Linked DNA regions of Rattus norvegicus: region 1 is linked to region 2. Evidence: chromatin contacts called from public Hi-C data. All regions are on one chromosome and are shown on one strand. Each heading gives the region's core, a stretch centred on a gene start, on an enhancer-like site or on the middle of the called end of the contact. The rest is flanking DNA. Distances are from core to core; before and after follow the strand shown. Region 1 has its middle 150 kb from the start of Btg1. Region 2 has its middle 240 kb from the start of Plekhg7.

Evidence for each region. A called contact is a pair of places that touch in the nucleus more often than the background predicts.
Region 1: a Hi-C map of Schwann cells shows a contact between it and region 2, with 3 times the contacts expected there. The contact joins two enhancer-like sites. A contact is called at or near these places in 3 of 12 Hi-C or Micro-C datasets (the Rat2 cell line, Schwann cells and kidney).

What each region holds. Positions count from the first base shown.
Region 1 is chr7:33,076,510-33,081,701 of GRCr8, reverse strand. It overlaps the pseudogene LOC120094036. Among named protein-coding and RNA genes, the nearest start is that of Btg1, 150 kb to the left of the region's middle. Within about 2 kb of position 2,406, at least 26 of the 93 cell types and tissues checked have an H3K27ac peak or open chromatin away from gene starts, as enhancers often do. A contact at or near this core is called in Schwann cells, where this site is marked.
Region 2 is chr7:32,927,202-32,932,777 of GRCr8, reverse strand. No RefSeq gene overlaps it. Among named protein-coding and RNA genes, the nearest start is that of Plekhg7, 240 kb to the right of the region's middle. Within about 2 kb of position 1,442, at least 16 of the 93 cell types and tissues checked have an H3K27ac peak or open chromatin away from gene starts, as enhancers often do. A contact at or near this core is called in Schwann cells, where this site is marked.

The sequences.
Region 1 (5,192 bases), core at 1,157-3,656, 150 kb before region 2:
GGCCATGATTGGACAGTAAAAAAATAGGGCGGGGACAAATCTTTTGTAAGGCCGGAGTGAAGGGGAAGAAAATCAAGAGAAATGGAGAAGGATGACCCAGATCTAGGTGGTTTTGAATTGCCATGGTAGTTATGTATATTTCTTAAGGGATGGATTTCTGTAGGCAAATTTACCTTTTCTACGTGGGTGGTTTATATCCTTATCAATTGGTTGTGAGTTTATTGTTTGGTTGTACTGTGGATTGAGAATTTAACATATACATTCCCATTTGACAGCTTATTGAGTCCGGATTTCCCCGGGTAGTTGGGAGTGTGGGCAGAGTCCGTGGCTGCCATAGACTCTAGCTTCTAGAGCCCTGATTCTTTCCGGTAGCTGGAACCAGAGTTGGCAGCTAGTAGAGGGCCGCCGGAAGAGATACTAACCAGCGATAAATTATGCTTTGTTCCATATGGCCCTCCGGTGCCGGAACTAACTAGAGACCAGCATGGCACTGGAACCGCGGCAGACAGCCTGGGTCTGAGAGTACTTGGGGGCAGCGTGGAGCTGCGGAGATAGATACCCCGGCAGTGCCACGTGGCCCCATGGGTGCCGGCGCTAGAGCGGGGATAAAAGGTTCAACCACATTTTTAAATATTTACCGCAACACACAGCAAAAGAATACTCCCTCTCCCTTGATATCTGTGATGACATGCTTTAAAGCAAAGACCCCATGAAGCTGCTTCACTTGGGCGTGTGGTGGTGGGGTTGTAGCTTAGAAGAAACGAGAGTACAGGCAACCCACCCTTCTCACATCTCCTCAGGTTACCTGAAAGAGGAAAAACACACCCCGACACACAGCTTCCTAGAGAAGTTCCCGTAGGTTACCTGAACCTTGCCTTCATTGATTGTAAAATGGCGGTAATTATGTTTGCTTAATGTGGTGATAAATGCAATGTAAAGGGTCTCTAGACATCTTACCTCTCATTTCCTAAACTCCCCTACCCCTCTCTCCAGTCCTCCTGGTGCTACCACACCTTTCCCTGGGGTGACTTCCGGAGAATTCTATCCACGTTGCTATAACTTTTTACAGGAGCCTGGAAATTCTGAGTGATCAGGAGATCTGGTTTTGAGCAGTTTCTTCCGTTCTTTCTTACTACTGTCTCTATCTCCCTCACAAACAAGCGACATTCACTGGCGTTTGCAACTTTACCTTTTACTTCTCTTGTGGGCAGATTGTCTAAAGACTGCTGGTAGCACATAGCGAGGGGTTTTTCCCTAGCGTAGATTTCCATTTGGAAGAGAGGTGTGCTTTTCAACATTATCTAACACCGAGATGTTTACCAAGCACGGGGAACAGCTTTATACATCTCACACATACTTATTCATTGAACCCTCCCAGCACAAGGCTGTGAGACACCCATATTTTCAGGCAAGAAAACCGAGTCACGCCTTGGCTAAGTAGTACATTGCCCACCCCCACCCCACACACACACAGCTCGTAAGTGGCAACGTGAAGATTTGAACCTGAATGAACACACCTGGTTTGGACATCTACACTTTCTACCGCTTTTACAGCTTGCTCCCCTCCTGCCAGAAGCTCACCCTAGAGCAAGTCCAGGGGTGAAAGTCCTCCATTTTGCACACAGATTAAAAGAAAACAAGCCACTAAGAATGCTTGCCGTAGGCACTGAGTTGAAGTCTCTGGAGCCTGACGCTGTTTTCAAATATTCACAATGGAAGTGTGAATGCTTTATGTATGGACAGGTGGTGGTCTGTCTGATCAGCTTTGCTTTTCTAAGTAACAGGGTTCGTTAGCCTCAGACTGCCAACCCAGAGGCCTGTGAAAGGGTTTGGGGTTTGCTATTATTTCCTGGCACTAACTTACCTTGACAGGAAACAGTCTCAGGACTCCCAAGGGTGGCCAGGTTGTCAAGCCTGCTTTCTTGGAAGGAGGAAGCATTCCTACCTCTAGGAGATGAAGTGGACATTTTCTTGGCTGGGCAGTTGATAACATTGTTCTTAACTAAGCAGCCCTGCATTTCTCTTTCCAGAATCAGACTTTAAGAATTGTTTTTTAAACCCCACAAAAGACTACAGTTCCCATTCACCCCCTCGTCTTTGAATAAAGGACAGGTCAAGTCTTGAGGGTTCTCTGCCTCCTCTACCGGCTCTTAAAGGACCCAGAGCCAGCCCCCTGCCTCGTCTTTCTGGTTGCCTGCCACTCAGCCACATGGATTTCTTTTTCTTACACTAGCTTCTTTTTTGGCCACCAGTAAACACACTGACCTTTTGAAATATGGAAAGAAAAAGCGCTTTGAAATAAAGCTGGCTCAAACTGCGTTCAGACAGCCTCATCTGAAGGCCAGAACAAAGAGAAGCACAGTTTTCAAGCTGTCTTCGTAATTACACCAAGCAGTTATCATTCAGGCCCCAGTCTGAGCATTAGCCCCACAAACGGGAGGGCAGGGCAGGCACATAGGCCACTTTGTTGCAAAGCCCTCTGAGGGAAAAGTTCCCACGTGGTTGCGACTGTGTTCCAGGACTCTGGAGTCTTTCCTTTCTTCCTTCCCCCATTAAACCCCTCAACCCTTCTTGGCAAAAGCCCCTAGGTGAGGTAAGTGCCAATTAGCAAGAAGAGAAAGCTTGATGTGTTCCAGGTTTGTGGCTTGGAGCTGGCTTCTCAGGAAAACATCCCTCTCCTCTGGTCCAGAAGCAGGGCTGGGCAGAGAGCGAGTATCTTAAGTCTGGCTCAGATTTCATTCATTTTTTGCTTCTCCCCGGCCCCTCCAAAAAACCATTCCTTTCTGTGGGTTTTTCCAACTTGAAGTGATGTAAGCAAACGCAGCAGAAAGCAAGCAACAGCAAAAACTTCAGCTGCTGAGGTAATCATGGCAGAAGACTGGAAACTGGGCTGTTGGAAGAAAAAAAATAGCGACTTTTTTTTTTTTGGTTCTTTTGAAATAAATATGTAAAAATGGCCAGAATTCAAAACAAGTAGGTGGACGAGCTCATCTATCTAATTTAAAGGATTGTTAAAGCCTTTCTGGAAGCTTCAAATTCAGATCAGATCATTTTTCTATGCCAGAAATGGTTTTTCTTCGTGTCACCATCATCGGATGCAGTGTTACCACATCGGTATGTGGAGAAATGGGCCACTGTGACCTGCCGTTAACATCCCGGAGCCCTTAAAAACCAAGAGGCTTAGCAATTACGGCACGAAGAAGCTGAGATACAGCCAAACAATCTCTCTCATCACTAACTACCCTCCATCCTTCAGTGTTTTCAGAGAGCATTTGGAATGGCAGATGCATATTAGGATGCGTGCAAACAGTGCACACCGCCGCCGCCACCTTTTAATGCATTGTTCTGTGCTTGTAGTCGCAGTCTTGTGATTTGGATTTTCATTTGCCTGGGGACAAAGCCTGGCTTCTCTTCCCCATAGGGAAACAGGTGAGTCTTGTTTCCAGAAGCACCATCCTGCTATCCCTGAAGCGGCACTTTCCTGACCCAGAACTTGCTTTCTGCCACCTTCTCGTGGTCTGCAACAGGCGCTATGTTTGTTATGCACAGGAGAGGTGAAAATACCCAACTAATCAAATTGTCTTTTTTGCACAATGGCAAGCAACCGTATCCCTTTGTTGCATTAAAACCATGTAGATGGCTCTTTGAAAGAAAGTCAAGCACTAGCATGTATAGTCTTTTCAAAGAGAGGGTGTGGTAGAGTGAGTGATTGCTTTTCCCTCACCAAGTCCTACCCTCTTAATCAGGGTACACAGACAGAACTTATTTCCCATACTCCTCTGCGTTCATTGGGTGCTGGTGTGGGCACGTGGAATGTGGGCCAAGTACACAACTTCTAAGACTTGTCCCCTAAACCCTTAAGCAACACAGACTGAAGAACTAACAGGTCTTCACATGACAAATATGGGGCCGACAGGTTTTGTCCTTTTACCCTTCCCTCTTCCTTGGCTAAACTCTTTGACTCCCTAAAGCTTGCCCCTAAGGTCTATTCCCTTATATGGCCACTGACTCATTCCTGAGACGAAACACCAAGGTCCAGCAACCCAAATTCATTATGTAGCTACACTAACTATCCTGTTCAATCAGGACTTACCAACTCACTCTAGCCCAGATTTGCCCATTTTCCCCCCTTAAAAAACCAATTCCTACAAAATACCTGCTGCCTGCTGTCTGCCTTTGCTTAATCCAGAAGCAGTCCCCCCTATCTCCTATCTCCCATCCCCCATCTGCCACTCCCTACCCCCACCCCTACCCTTGCCCCATCTTGTGCAACTCATTTCTTTTATGCTGAGAATTTGGTGTCTAGGCATGTTCTGTATCAACTCTGAGGGGCCACCCCACTCCCTTACCCTAACTACATATAGTATGTATGTCCTTTCAGTCGGATGTGGAGGACCAGATGGTGAAAGCCCAGAAGTTGGATGCTAGGATTTTGAATGTCATGAACAAAGTTCTGGCCCAGGGGTCTCTAACCATTGTAAGGCAGAGGTGTCCAGAGTCAGGTAAGTGAGCTTGGAAAAGAATCGTCTAACCCTAGCTGCTCCAGTGGACACTGCGACTGTTGTACTGCTGGAGGTTCTGAACCAGAGCCAAATCTGCTGATCTGCTCCTGGATTCTTGACTTCAGTCTTGATTCTGGATTCAGAAACTGAGAAATGTCTGCATATTTTAATCACTGAATGTGAGGGACATTTTGCTACACAGGAAAGGATAATACAACATACTAAATGTCTGTCGCGTTACTGTTTAAGCGTTAGAGCTATGAATGTGTTATAGCATCGCTTCTCGGCCTTTTGGCTAAGATCAAGTGTAGTATGAATGTGTTATAGCGCCTAATACCTCCCGAAGCACACACTGTGGGACAATGTATTCAGCAAGCTATGTGCAGGACTGACAAGCACTGTGAGTGTCTAGGGGCAAAGATTTTGTTCTTCTTGCCATCTTACTGGGTGCCCTACCTTAGCATCTTGCTGAGAACACAGGCAATAAAAACCATGTGAAAATGAGTATCTTGGAACGCAAAAGCCACGGTGTATTTCTTTATAAAGCCAATGTAGTTAGCACAGCCCTTTTCATCTGAGAAAACGTGTTTCAATTTATTTATTTTATTTTATGTCTATGAAAATTTTGCTTTCATGTATGTCTGTGTGATATGTGCATACCCAGTACCCTCTGAGGTCAGAAAGGATGTT
Region 2 (5,576 bases), core at 193-2,692:
CCCGTTCCACGTGGCTAACTGCAGCCATTTTCTGTCCCTGGGTAGTTATTGATTGCCTACAACTAAACCCATTATCTGTGCCTAGAATCTTTTGAAGCAATTCGTGAATCACAATTCACTTCAATTTCCTGACTCCGAGGTCTTGCCCGCTGTTGCAGTGTCTGTCTGACAGACTAACGGATGCAAAAATGCAAAGCCATTTGACTCAAGCTGGGCAGCTTTGAGATGGAGAGCCAGGGCTACAACTAGTTCAGGGTCCTGGAATCTGCTCTGCTAAGTCCTGGGGAGGGGCCATAAGCTTGACGGAGAGGCAAAAGCAGCCAGAATTGTAAGGCTCTGCTCTCCAAATGCACACTGAAGATCCCTGAGAGACTAGCAAGTCTTCTACATGGGTTCCCATGGAACAGAGAGGTCTGAACAATTTGAAGGAACTTCGGGAAGTATAATACCCCCCAACTTTCTGTGAGAAATCCTCAGACCACACATGTCTGCTCCAGATAGAATCTTTTCAGAAACAGTCCAGAGGAACAGTCTGGGCATGTTCAAGACTTGATTTATTTAGTAGCTATCAATGTTAACTGCCAACTACGACCTTCAAACTAGCTTTTAACACTTCCCCACCCTCGATGGGAGCTTGCTGTTCCCACAAGCAGTGAGTGTGACCATGTATGTTCATGTGTACATTTCTCTGCTTGCTAAAACTCCCAGGCTTCCCTTTATTCTCTGGGCATGCAAGTGGCCAGCTAGACTGTAATTCTGCTGTCTACTCTCAAAAAGAAAAATCCATTATTGATTGATTTTTGACAATTTTGGCAGTTTTTTGTTGCCCCCTCCCCCACTCCAATTTCCTTCCCTTAAGGCAGCTCTAGACAATAAACACAGGAACTGGCTGGTCTTGATCATCACGAGGTCCTCTTGCCTCAGCCTCCAAGTCTGTGATGACTACACATGCCTAGGGGCAGCTCTACGGTTTCAATCTGCCCTCTATTGGCCAGAGTAATACCCTAAAAGAAGAATCATCTGCTACCAGACTTCTGGTTCTCTCCCATGCTACTTGCAATAAAACACAGTGATTCCAAGTCTGTGGCCACCTTTGTATACTGGTCTGTCACTTGTATAAATGTCTTTCTGGGGTGTTGTCAGGAAAATACCTGACACTAGGCACTCTGAGAATTCCTAAAATACCACACACTGCAAAGTCAGTGATTTGACCTGCTATGAGCCTGCTTCCAACCAAAACCCGCAGAAACAAATCACACTCCTTCACACTAGAGAGCCATCTTTCCTAAGGGTGGGGCCTTGTGTTTCTTGTGTTCAGTCCAGTTTCTCCTGTGTGTATTGTGACTTCTGCTTTTGCAAAACAGGACATTGCTTAACCAGGTCCTTACGGGAGGAAACACAGTCCAGCAAGCAGAACAATGATTTGAAAGTCCTGGGTTCTATTTTCAGCTCAGCCGTTGACTGGCTGTGCAGTCAGCCCTACGAAGGTCAAAAGCAAAATGGCCTTGCGTTGTTGGCTTTCTCGGTCTGCATAGCTCTGGATGGAAAACAAATCAGGGAGTTGGCACTCAGCCTTGAGGAACTGGAGTCTTAGGAGAATAGATGTATAGTCAGTCTTTGTTTTCAGTTTTAAAGCAAAAGTACAGAACAAACCTTCTGAGGTGGGGAAGTGGGCTGGTAGAGAATGGTAAGAGGAACCTGATGACCTTTCCAATAACTGTGGTGAAGGGATGGCTTGAGTCCTTCAGATCAAATAAAGGCTCCTTGGCCCAGGCTAGAATCTTCTGTGTGGGATATGGAAGAGACAAAGGAAACTGGGCTTTGACAGACTTCTGTGAACTGAGACAAAAACTGGTGTCCTGAATGCTGTCTGGTCGAGGACAGGCTGAGGACTGGAGGGGCCCTGGGGAAACTAGAAAGCTCGTGACCCCTTCTAAAGAAGTCTACACCTGCTACTTGTCCCTCAGATAAGCCAGCAACGGAGTCCTGAAGTGCTTGTGTTTCAAGAGACCATTTCCATTTTTACCAGGACCTCCTTTTTCTTTAAGCAAAGATACCACTTTTAAAGTGATAGTGGCAGTAGACAGGCAAAAATAGATGTATAACTTGAGCAGTGTCCTTTCCATATCTCTTTAACATGTCCATGGATGAGATTTCATAAGAGTTGAAGTTATTGTTTTGTGATAATGGTATTACTTTTAAACAAAAGGGTATTAGCAGTCTAGAGTACCTGAGTGTTGAAAACACACCAGTGCACAGGGCTGGGGAGATAACTTAGGTGATAAAGTGCTTGCTATACAAGCAAAAGGACTTGAGTTTGGATGCCCAGAACCCATGTGAAAAGTGACAGGGCAGTTGTCTTAGAGTTACTATTGCTGTGGTGAAACATCAACGCCTAAAGCAACTCAGGGAGGAAAAGGTTTATCTGATTTACATATCCTAAATCAGACTTTGTTGAAGCCAAAGCAGAAACTCCAGCAGGACTGGAACCTGGAGGCAGGAGTCGATTCAGAGGCTACGGAGGGGTGCTGCTTACTGCCTTGCTCCCAATGACTTGCTCAGACTACTTTCTTTTAGAGCCCAGAACCACCAACTACAACTGTAATCAACTACAACTGGGTCCTTCCACATTCAATCACTAATTACGGAAATGCTCTACAAACTTGCCTGATCTAAAGAAGGCATTCTCTCAGATGACTCTAGCCTGTGTGAAGATGACACAAAATCAGGCCATACAGTAGTCCGAAAGGATATCCTAGCACAGGACAGACCAAGACAGGAGATTCCTCGATGCTTGGTGGACAGCTACCCCTGCTCAATCCTCAAGCTGTGAATTCTTTGAGAGACCCAGTTTCAAAACCAGTGTGTCGATGTGATTTAGGGCGCCAGATGAAATGCATGTGCAGTACACATACAAGCACACCTTCACACACACGGATATACACACACACAAGACTTACACATGGGTCAAAACACAAAGATTCTGATTAAATTGGAGAAGCTTGCAGCCAGAGCACTGAGGAAGTGAAACGCTTCCTGTGTTTTTCCTAACACACAACCATGATCCACAGATGCTGCATTAACTATTTCTAGAAAGTTTTAAGAGCTTTGGGTCTTCTAGTTTTCAGATGCACAGCCGATCTGTGACACTGACTCAGAGAATGAACATTCAACATGGACTGTTTCCCTTTTCTTCTCAACTGAGACTGAATTGTTCAGCATCTCGCTTGCTGGGGACCTCAATGCCTTTCAGGCTCATTAAAAGCCAGCTGACAGCAGCCACTCACTGGGCAAAAATGGGTATTGTTACAAAAGTCAAATACAACAAAAGCCAAAGGAGAAGTGCGAGCTTAAGCACATTTAAGTATTTATGGGGAGAATTAATTTGTTGTCTGATGGTCACGCACTGGACCACAGAGCAAAGTACTCCTTTTAAAAGTGAAACTCAATCTCTGTCCACATTCTAAAGGCCATAAAACTCACCACATGAAACTAATAAATGAGGCATAAAAGTCATACTTGCAGAGTTTTGTTCTCCCTTATTTCATAGGCTGTGTGCATTATAAGTAACCCGAGTAAGTATCAGTGTTAGGTCCTCTTCTGGTTCTTATTCATCACTGGTTCTTCTTGCCATCTGCTCTATTTCTCATAAAACAATTCTAGCATGGAGTGAGAATATTAAATCATAAACAAAAGAACATTTGCGACAGGGCATTTCTTAGGTCTAGATGCATTGGAAGAGCCTCCAGCAAAGTTGATGTCAAGGACCCCCCCCATTGTATCTTCAATGCTTATTTTTATTTTATTTTGTGTGCATTTATGTTTTGCCTGCATATATGTCTGTGTCAAACCTCCTGGAACTGAAGTTATAGGTAGGTATGAGCTGCCATATGGGTGCTCAGAATTGAACCTGGGTGTTCTGGAATGGTAGCCAGTGCTCTTAACGGATGAGCCATCTCTCTATCCCTGAGTCCCTCATTCTAAAACAAACTGATAGCTCACCAGTAAAGGGACCGACCAGGATGGTGGTTCTCAATATGTGCGTCAAGACCTCAAATATCAAATATCCTGCATATTGGATATTTATATTACTATTCATAACAGTAGCAAAATTATAGTTATGAAGTAGCAATGAAAAAAGTTTTATGATTGGGATCATGAGGAACTGTATTAATGCCTCACAGCATTAGAAAGGTTGAGAACCACTGTGCTAGGAGAACATGAGAATGGTTCAATAATTGTTATCATATTGGCAACTTCCACCCTAGTCGTGGTGACTTTGAAGCTGGAACAAGCCTTTCTTTGGAAGACATTATAAATTCAGTGAGTGTCCTCCTTCTCAAGCCCCACCTAAATAGGTGCCTTTCATTTTTTTTTAACATAACTGTTGAAAAAAACACATCAGGAAAAACAAGAACTCCTAGAGAACTCTGTATGTGTTTTCTGTGCTTTAAGCACTGTAGCTCCTGATGTTTGATTCATATCTGAAGACACAGAATCAATGAATAAAGAGACCCTTTTCTCATGTCAGGGACAGGGCTATATTGTCATTAATCAATACTTCCAAAATTTGGTGGGAAAAAATGAGGACTTTTCTCATGAAAGGTAGATTGGGTCATTTTGGAAGATATTTCATGTAAGGGTAACATAATTCCTTCAGCAGCAGTTCTCAACCTGTGGGTGGAGACCTCTTTGGCAGACCTCTATCTCTAAAAATATTTACATTACGATTCATAACGGTAGAAGGTTAGAGTTATGAAGTGGCAACAAAAATAATTTATGGCTGGGGGTCATACCAAAAGAAGAAAGTGTATTAAAGGGTCACAGCATTAGGAAAGTTGAGAACCACCGTTTTAGGAGATAAACTTCCAAAAGCCAAGAGTAAAACTAGGCGGAAAGCACCAAGCCTGAAAAGGCATAGCTGAAGTAAAAGAAAAAGTTATCCAAGGATGATTTATGGTATGGGGAAAGAGAGATTGTTTAGAATAAACAACCACAGCAAAAATCAAAATACCCAGGAGAGGAAGAGCATGTGTGTGAGGGAGACACTCTGGAGATGCTGCCACCGGGTGATGATAGCTCTAATCAGAGTGGGAGATTTTATTGTACCTTCCTGCCTTCCTCTGGTGTTCCCATGTGCTTCCAAGAGGTCAAAAGTCATAGAGTTTTCTGGGAAAAGAAGAGCTGGAGAGAGAAAGTAAGGATAGCAGTTTAGGTCCTCCTCAAGGCTTTCAAACCTGGGTGGTTACAGAATTCTAACAATAGATGGCGGAAGGTCACATGGCTCTACCTCACCCTAGAACCTCTCTCAACCTTGGAAACAGGTGTGTTTTGGTTTTTTTGTTTTGTTTTGTTTTTATTATTATCTGTTAGTAATCAGAAATGACTCTAGAGACCAAAGGTTTGGAGTTGTCCTGTTCTGTTTGTTTGTTTGATTAGTGTATCCTAGGAGATCGGTTTAAGTTTGGTGGTGAGAAATGTCACCCAAGAGCTCATGTGTTTAAAAATGTGGTCTCCAGTTGGTATTGCTATTTTAGGAGGTTGCGGAACTTCTGGGACAAGAGCCCTATTAGACG